Regions from separate parts of the Sus scrofa genome. Here region 1 is linked to region 2. A link is a contact called in public Hi-C data. All regions are on one chromosome and are shown on one strand. Each heading gives the region's core, a stretch centred on a gene start, on an enhancer-like site or on the middle of the called end of the contact. The rest is flanking DNA. Distances are from core to core; before and after follow the strand shown. Region 1 has its middle 290 kb from the start of GATA6. Region 2 has its middle 190 kb from the start of GATA6.

Region 1 (4,781 bases), core at 1,042-3,541, 110 kb after region 2:
GCAGGAAACTGAACAAGTGATTCTATGTCCAGACTTGGAAACAAAAATAACCGCTCAGGGCCTACACACATTAGTTTGTTCAAACTTGCGCTGATAAAAGTCTTTTTGGCTGGAGCTGTAGTGTGTGGTTATGAGACTGGAGGGCTTGGTTGGCGCATGATTGACACTAAGACAATTGCCAGTGCTTCATACAGGAAAGCATGTTTGATGAAAGTTTCGGCTGGTCCCCGATAGCCACTGAGATGCTGCAGTGTGAGAGATGGCATCTGATTTAGCATCCTTCGTAATGAAGGAGAAAGAAAACTTGCTCCATCAGCGCTACAAAGCATGTTTAGCCTCTTAATTTGGCTTATCGTCATCTTACATCCAGCACACATGGCCTTGTTCATACTCACACATACCTACTTCACATTCTCCTTTTACACTTACACTCATCCTAGGGTTTCTTAGTGTTTCCCCTAAGAGTGAGAACGGTTGTGAAATTTCTGACTTGTAACATTAGGGACAAGCAGACATCTGCCTGTCAAGCCCTTTGGCCGAGACCCCATGGCTCCCCCTGGCAGCCCCAGACGCCTTTCCACACAGTCTTTCTCCAAGAGTTCCCTTGCATACCACATGCATGTTCTATTTATATGTTTCTTTGTCCTGAACAAGATTTGGCCCCATTGTGTGGGAGCAACACCAGAAAAGAAAATAAAATCCATCCACTGAGAGAAAATGGATATTGTGGGAGCTTGGAGAAATTTACATACTTTGCTCATTCCATTTTCTGGTGATGTCAGAGCCAAAGAATATCCCTTTTAAAAAATCACACACACATTAAAAAATGCTGGTCTCCCCAGCTCTGTCCATCACTCGGACTGTCATGCAAAGGAGAAATGTAAATACTCCCTTGCCTGCTCCCCCCAGGCCCCCGCTTCTATTTCCCTCACCAACCCCCTAAAGAACCTAACAAATTAGTCCAGACTCCATTTGGATGGAATTAAGGGCCTGTCTGCAAAAGGGTGAGGGGTATTAATGGACAGGGGTTGGGGGGGGGATGGGAAGAGTAGTGGGAATGCGGACCGTGAGTCTGGGTGACCGGCTCCAGCGTTTTATGAAGACAGAGAGAAGGGCTGGCTGACACTTTACAGATTGGGTGTAACGTTCAGGGAATTTGGCATTTCTGCCACAGGGCTCCGGCCGCCCTGCTAACCGCTTTCCTTCTCCCTGCTGGTAAAAGTGCAGGAGAAAAGGGTTAAATAAATGTTTGTGATATGATAAGGTGCTTGTTTATTCAAGGAATGACAGATTATTGGCTCCAAAGGCAGCCCTGAAAAATAGTACAAAGGAACTGGCTCTCCCCTCGCGATGATGTGATTTCCTTCTAAGATTCTGCTCTTTCCTAGGAACAATTTGCCCTGGGAATGAAGAACGATGCCTTTCCTGCAGTGGGAGATGGACGGTCTTGGTGCAGAGGGTTGGAGCCCCAGAAGCTGGCTGGGAACTGGGATGGCTGGTGCTGGGGAAGCTTCTCTCTGTCCTGGTGCAGGCCCAGCTTCCCCCTGAGCCCAGGAGGGAAAGGATTTACCTGCTCGGGAGGAGGACTTCTTCCTTAGGACATCCAGTGTGCAAGATCTTCCTCCAGACACAGACCGCTGTGTCCATCCCATAGCCATCCTAGCACCCTGCAAATGTGTGACTGCACACACATTCGAATATTTATAGGCAAACACACCCTCCATACGTGAGCTTTCTCCTGTGGGCTCCAGCTATTTCCTAGCTGGTCCCAGAGGAGAATTCAGATCCAGATGCCACAACAATGAGACATTCCCCTAATGTCTGCGCACTTTTCTCGGGGGAGGAAACACCAGCGCCTGCCAACCCCGAAAATCACAGGCAGGCCTGGCCTGGGGCCCTGGAGGCACAGACCCTCCATCCAGTGCTGCCTGAGCTGGGCAGGCCTCACTGTGCCCTGGGCACTGATCATTCTGCCCTGCTTCTAGATGCTGCCCAGAGCCGGTTCCTGCCCACAGAGAAAGCATTCTGCTCCTCGCAGCCTCCCACCAGAACTCCCCCTGCACACACACCCTGTGCCTGGCATGCTACAGAGAGCTTGTTCGCATACTTGCTGAGTAGAAGGGTTAGGACAAGATGTTTGGCATAGTTCTCATTTGAAAAGAACTCGGTGCCAAAGTCAAACACCAGGGGAAAAAAAGTTGTGATTGAACTGCTGTTTTTCCAGGATCCTGGGAACTACTGTGTGAGTCTTACAATAGGCCGCCGCCTTATCAGCCAAGGTGCTTGTCTGTAGGACGTAAGGCACCAGCCTGGGGAACCCACTGCCCTTCGGACACGATGACTAAGGCTGACTGTGGGGCGTTATCACATCTCCACGTTTGGGCTATTTTTATGATTGCGTTCAGTACTAATAGGGCTTGTGGAGTGTACACAGCCATGTGCTCATTCTTGAACTACACAAGATAAGATCCCTGTCCCAGGGAGCTTACTGCCTGACTTTTGCAAAAACCAGATGGCAGAAAATGGTTTCCCTCTGCCCATCAGCAATGATTGAGGGGGTGGAGATGAGAAGGGGTGCAGTCAATTCATAACTCTCCCAGGGTGGGACCTCTGCTTTGGCATTTATCCCATGTGACGTTTTAATCATGGACTGTCTTTCCCCCATCATCTGCTGCTCCATAAGCTGCATCTCCCAGGGACGCTGAGGATTTAAGCTAATTTGAATATCAGCTTAATTAAAGCATCGTTAGATACATAAAGATGCCTCTCGGGAGTTCCCTATGTGGCCCAGCGGTTAACCTGACTAGGATCCATGAGGTTATGGGTTTGATCCCTGGCCTCGCTCAGTGGGTTAGGGGTCCAGCATTGCCGTGAGCTGTAGTATAGGTCCAAGACATGGCTCAGATCCCTGTTGCTGTGGCTGTGGCATAGGCCAGCAGCCGTAGCTCCAATTCAACCCCTAGCGTGGGAACTTCCATATGTCATGGGTGCAGCCCTAAAAAGCAAACAAACAAACAAAAAAACTCAACACATATTACATGCATACACACTCACAAATATATCATGGATTCTGAAATTAGCTGAAATGGTTTTTAGTCTGCAGCAGGGCTATCAGAAAGTATAGATTTGAGCTTCATTGTTAGTCATGCTGTGCTGCTGGATCAGTAAGGACCCACCAGGACACCTTATCAGGTGATTTCTGTCTCCAGGACAACTTCTGTCTCAGTCTGCCCCCAGCTGTGAAAGGCAGCAGAGCAGGGGCAAAGGGCTACCTGGATCCACACACCAGCACCACTGTCCCCAGAAGAACTTCCTTGCCTGTGACCTTGAATTTCAGGATAGTCCCCTAACTCATCAAGGCATTTGCAACTGCTTCAGTTTTCCTGAAGAACAAAAATACATTTTATGTCCACAGGGGAATAGTCTTATGAAGGGTACATGCCCTGGGGCCTCTGCAGATCCCTGTGAGAGGCCTCTAGAATCTTTCCCATTATTGGCAAAGGAGGAAACTCACTCCTCTATGCCAGAGTTTTCAATTTATGTAGTATTGACATTTTGGACCAGAATATTCTTTATGGCAGGGGTTGTCCTATGCATTGTAAGATGTTTAGCAGCAGCCCTGGCCTCTACTCACTGGATGCAAGCTGTACCCTTCCAATCATGACAGTCAAAATTATCTTCAGACATCACCACATGTCCTGTGGGGGTTAAGGTCATCCCTGGTTGAGACCCTCTGGCCTATCCAAACTTGGTGAGGTGTTGGCAAATCATGACCTCTGGGCAAAATCTGGCTTGCAACCCATTTTTGCAAGGCTTATGTAGGAATGGTTCTTACATTTGTAAAGAATTGCTAAAAAAAAAATCAAACAGGCGACAGAGATTATCTGTAGCCAACAAAGCCAAAAATATTTATTATCTGGATATTTTTTCTTTTTAAAGTTGCCAACTGCAGTTCCAGAATGAAAGAACACATCTTTGCAGCCATGAATGGGTGTACACCTAGCAAGTAACAATGAATTTTTCTTCTAGGTTTACACAATCAAAGTGTCAGGGAGGAAAATTTACCATTCTTCTGAAGGAACTGTGACCTTCCATGGCAATCGCTCCACAAAGAGATCAAGTTGAACAATGCATACTACGTGTTTCTTACTGCCCAGGGCCTGGAAAATGGGTCTTAGTATAAAAGTTAAAGTAACTCTAAGTGCCGTTAATGCATGTACAATTTCTAAGGCTTAACACAAGAGAAGTTTATTTCTTGTCCTGACGCAGTCTAACTGGCTATCTTTTAGGTACCTGGGCTGAGGGAAGCTCTGCTGTAATGAACAGGTAACTTCTCAAGTTATCCTGAATGTTGGCATCCCGCTAGAAGACGGAGGAAGGGAGAATGATGAGACACCCTTGAGAGGTTTCCAGGGGCCAGGCTTGGAAGTGATGCTCTTCATGTTCACTCTCATGTCATTGGTCAGAACTCAGTCACATGGCCACACCTAATGGCAAGGAAGGCTAGGTAACATCGTCTAGCTGTGGGCTCAGGGAGAAGGGGGATGGGTTCTGGCGAACACAAAGGAGAGTGTTCCTTTGCTTTGCCACCAGAGGAAACTTTGTATAAAACTGGAAATTGGTCCCTCAGTGATGACCAAGAGACGATGCTAAGAGGAAAGCTAATATTTGAAAGCCGTATTCAGAGCAAATAAAAACTTAATTGTTTGTAATGTCATGCAGAACTGCCTGCCTAGCCCTGATGCACTGGGCTTGGACACAAAAAAGACATCCCTCCTCTC
Region 2 (4,777 bases), core at 1,205-3,704:
TTTTAGGGCTTGGATCCCTCCATTCAGATAGCTACACAACAAGCCTGCAGTACCCATGGTATTATCTTTCCTGCTCCTGTTAGAAGGAAACCACGATATCATGACACACACATCACGCAGTATTTTCCTCTTGATGTTCTACGAGTCAAAATCAGGGAGATCAAAAGCCGTCAGCACACTGAATAAGCTTCTTAGAATAAAGTGTCCACAAGGCAGACAACTCCAGCTGCCCACTGGACAGTGTAAGAAGGGACGGGCAAAGGAGGATTTTCCTCAGCACATGAAAATCGCTCAGAGCCCATCTCTACTGGTGGTGTCAATTGTCCTCTGCTTCTTGCTCAGCCATGATAATAAATAACAATAATAATCATATTAAAACTGCTAATTCTTACTGGACATGTATGATAGGCCAGGCCCTATGCTGAAGGCCTGCTTACATGATCTCATTTAATCCTCACAACACGTCAGTGAGCTGGGTCCCTGTTATCCCCAATTTTATAGATGAAGAAATGAAGTCAGAAAGCGGTTATGTCCCTTGCCCAGGGCCACACAGCAAAGAAACAGAAATGAATTTAGAGCAGCACTTTGAACTCCTACACTCTCCTGCCTCTCGTATGTCTTCATACGGAAAAGTCAGTGGCAAAACCAATCAAGACATTTCATAAGATCTATTAAATAATTTGGAGAAAAGCTACTAGGAAGGGGATATTTGGTATGAACTCGGCACCCCAGCCTCAAAATGGCCCCTCATTTAGATAGGTTACATCACCTCCAATTTGAGGAAGGGACAAAGAAACTCAAAGAAGGGGAGTAATTTTGTTAAGGTCTGGGCTTTTCCTCTGCACACCAGCTTATGCCCATGTGTGGGTACATACGTGCGTGTGTGTAGGAAGGAGGGAAACAGACAAGTCCACTTAGGATGAGTAGCAAGAAATGAAGTCTTTTGTTTACTTTTTAAATATTTATTTATTTATTTATTTAGTCTTTTTGCCTTTTCTAGGGCCGCTCCCGCGGCATATGGAGGTTCCCAGGCTAGGGGTCGAATTGGAGCTGTAGCCCCCAGCCTACGTCACAGCCACAGCAATGCGGGATCCAAGCCGCATCTGCAACCTACACCACAGCTCATGACACCGGATCCTTAACCCACTGAGCGAGGCCAGGGATCTAACCCTCAACTTCATGGTTCCCAGTTGTTAACCACTGAGCCATGATGGGAACTCCACGTCTTTTCTTTAATAACCTGTCATCCTCCTTAAACTCATATCAAGTGACTGCAGCTGCTGGGGTGTCCCTGAAAAAGGAGAGATGGGGTGGGTGGGAATGACTGTGGTGAGCCTCAGGGGTCAGGGGCTCTGGGGACTGTCCCTGAGGACAGATAAAGTCTGGATGGTGGCAGCTGAAGGGGCACAGGCTTGGCAAAAGGCTGGACTCTTAATCAGCATGGAATAGCACCACTTGTAGGCACCACACAATGTCGTTTCTAAATCCTCTCCCCACACTCAGACAGCAGCATGTAGCTCTAGGTCTCGACTGTTGAGAAAAATTTTTGCTAAGATAGGCCCATGTGAATCAACCTCAAGTTCAGAGTCCTGCTCTCCCTGCAAGGGACTTAACCCCACAGAGGAGAACTGTTCCACATGCCAGGCTCATCTGTCTTGTCTGCTTGTCAGAGCCTCGCAGAAGCTCAGGGTGAAGAAATGTCCTGTTCCAACCTTCAAACAACGGAGAGCGTTTCTCCAGCCACCTTCACCACCTCAAGCTGTGGTGCAGTTGCAGAGAAACCTGACAAGTTCCTTCAAAACTGGAAACAGGAAGCGGCCACACATGAAATTTTGGACTCCTGAATGTGAGTTAATACATCAAGCAGCTGTACTGAATGTGACCATGAACTGGTGTTCCTCTGAATGCACTTAATAGCACAGCCAAATTTGAACTTCCTGTATTCCCCTGCAAGCATCCTTGCAAATCTGGCCTCTCGGTGACGTGGGTGAGCTGAGCATTTTTAGGACTTGGGGACATTGTGTTAAAGTGGAGGCAAAGAACATGATAGAGAAGAATGATGTATAAGAACAACAAGGTGACCCAGGAAGAGAGATGAGCCCTTCTAACATTGGAGACTGACTCTGAGAAGAGCATGAGGGTTCCTACCATTACATAAGAATAGGAAATATTTTGTAGGAGACTTAGTAACGTAGTAACTATTGAGCATTCTAATGCAGCGTATCCAGATGAGTGTGGGAATTGGTAGCTGTTGAAAGCAAGGTCCTGATTTGTAGATTTACAGCAACCTCTCATTGGCCAAAGAGATGGACCATAGCTGGCTTGTTTAGGGAAAGCAAGGAAATGTTTGAGGGATCTTCAAAATCCTTGGGCTAAAAGTCCATATGAAACACTATTCAGGCAACTTCCTCGAGGCTAGGAAGTCAGTTAGTTTTGTATTTCTGCCAGTTCTAGAAATAAATACAATACCTTGCATCTTATTTAAGCCTATGATCTCACTCTGCCCTTCACAACAGCCCCGTGAGGTAAGTGGCCCATAATCTTCTTGACGTCTGTTCTGCGGATGAAAAACAGTCAGAGGGAGATTCAGGGGCTCGATTCCGGCTTCCAGGTTGTTTCTCCATGGGGCCTGGGGCCCAGGTCTTCTGACAGCCCTGCGGCTATGTCTCCGCCAGTCACACAGAATAACCTGCTCAGTTGTCACATAGTAAATGCAGGGTGTGTCTAAGAATGGTGGGGGTGCTGGTAATAGCTGAGTGTGGGGGTGAAGAAAAGATAGTGGAGGACACCTGGAGATGATATTCTGCTTCTTCCCAGGGCGAGGATAAAGGTTGAAACATGAACATGGGGCCCGTGGGGGTTCCCTCCCATCACAGGCTCCTTTCCCTTGTCCCCGGAGCTGTCTCTGGGTGAGGATAAGCACCGTGATTCATGAGTTGCTAAAGACTTCGGAGGAAACTACTCTTATATAAACACCACTGATGTGGAATAGCTGTAGAGATCCAATTATTCAAAGTTGACTTTTATTGTACTTTCCAACTGAATTTGTTGTCATTCCTCATCTCTGTCCCTTTCCTTTAGTTGAGAGGTTTTTTTTTTCTTTTCTTTTCTTTTTCTTTTTTTGCAAACACTCCTATCTCGGTAGCTTCATATAATTAGAACTGACTGTCTTGCTTGCCTCACATTGAAAATGAGTGTTTCTGGGAGTTCCCTGGTGGCTCAGCGGGTTAAGGATCTGGTGTTGCCATTGCTGTGGCATGGGTTTGATCCTTGGCCTGGAAACGTCTGTGTGCCATGGTATGACAAAAAAAAAAAAAAAAAAAAAAAAAAAAAAAAGAAAGAAAGAAAATGAGAGTTTCTGAGCAGTGTGCACTGATGATGGGCAGGCATGTCTGTCAAGTTGGGGCTCCTCATGCACCAGAGGCCTCTGGGATCACCAAGCGCATTTCCATCAAGCCCGCAGGAGTAAGAAAAGCCTGCAGCACTGCAGGTGGAAAGGCTGCCATGGGCCCTTTTGGAAATGATACCTGCCACTTCTGCTTAGATCCATTGTCTAAAATTTGGTCACAGGTACACACCTACCTATGGCGCATGCAGGGAAGACATCCTGATTTGTGCCAGGAAAGAAGGGAATGGGTTTGAGAAAAGCCAGCAGCTGTACCCCACTGTTTCTTCACATAGGTGTTTTTCTTAACAGAGCAGTGCTAGGCCATGAGCTTGGACCCAAAATCAGAATGTGCAGGGTGACTACCTGGATGGATGAACCACTTATGTGGAGTAAGTCCAAGTATAGCAGAGATGCCTCTACTGTAAATGCACTCTTTTAGGTTGAAAAAGGTTTTCAAATAATCAAGCTCGTGAACTAAAACACAGGAAAAATGAACAGGCAAAAAGAAAGAGAAATGCCTATAGGGAACCACTATTACCATTTGATACATTTTCTTGCAGTCAATAGTTTTGAGAATATTTTTAAATTAAAATAGTTTTATTTAAAATCCATTTCCAAACTTTCTGTTTATTGACATTTAAACACAGACTTTACGTGATTGCAGTAGGGGATGACAGTAATTTTTTTTTCTTTTTACAGCCGCATCTGTGACATATAGAAGTTCCCTGGGTTGGAGTCTAATTGAAATTCAGCAATACCAGATTCAAGCCACATCTGTGACACCAGATTCAAGCCACATCTGTGACCTATGCCACGGCTTGTGGCAACACCAGATCCTTAAGCCACTGAGCAAGGTCAGGGATCAAACTCACATCCTCACGGACCCCTTGTCGGGTTCTTAACTTACTGTGCCACAAAGGGAACTCCAAGAAGAAATATAATTTTGAGGCTTATCATTTTTCATTCTCTAATAACATTTTAGTGTTATTTAGTGTTTATTTAGTGTTATAGTGCATTATGACCAACAGAGGACATTTTGGCACCCATTTTCATGAACTCATTTAAGATTTTCCACATTTTTTCACATATCAGTACAGTCTTCATATTTACAATCTTTAATATCATGTATATTTTGCTGAGTTTCAACTCAACCATAATAGACTTAATTATCCTCTTTTTATAGATTTTCATTTACTTTTCCCCTACTCTGTAGTGTACAGGGTTGGTACCTCATTCAGATCTCCTCAAATCCTTTTCAGCATTTCTGTGTTAATAGAAATGCAAATCATTTTAGTTTTTTTAGAAGACTACCTGGAAGAACCTATTACAATTTAAAATTCATATGCTCTTTGACTCTAAAATCCCTTTTAGGGACTGGTGATTTTATTT

What was found. A called contact is a pair of places that touch in the nucleus more often than the background predicts.
Region 1: a contact with region 2 is called in a Hi-C map of heart right ventricle, with 5 times the contacts expected there. The contact joins two enhancer-like sites. A contact is called at or near these places in 2 of 47 Hi-C or Micro-C datasets (fetal heart ventricle and heart right ventricle).

What each region holds. Positions count from the first base shown.
Region 1 is chr6:107,574,755-107,579,535 of Sscrofa11.1, forward strand. No RefSeq gene overlaps it. Among named protein-coding and RNA genes, the nearest start is that of GATA6, 290 kb to the left of the region's middle. Within about 2 kb of position 2,292, at least 21 of the 83 cell types and tissues checked have an H3K27ac peak or open chromatin away from gene starts, as enhancers often do.
Region 2 is chr6:107,468,192-107,472,968 of Sscrofa11.1, forward strand. No RefSeq gene overlaps it. Among named protein-coding and RNA genes, the nearest start is that of GATA6, 190 kb to the left of the region's middle. Within about 2 kb of position 2,455, at least 5 of the 83 cell types and tissues checked have an H3K27ac peak or open chromatin away from gene starts, as enhancers often do.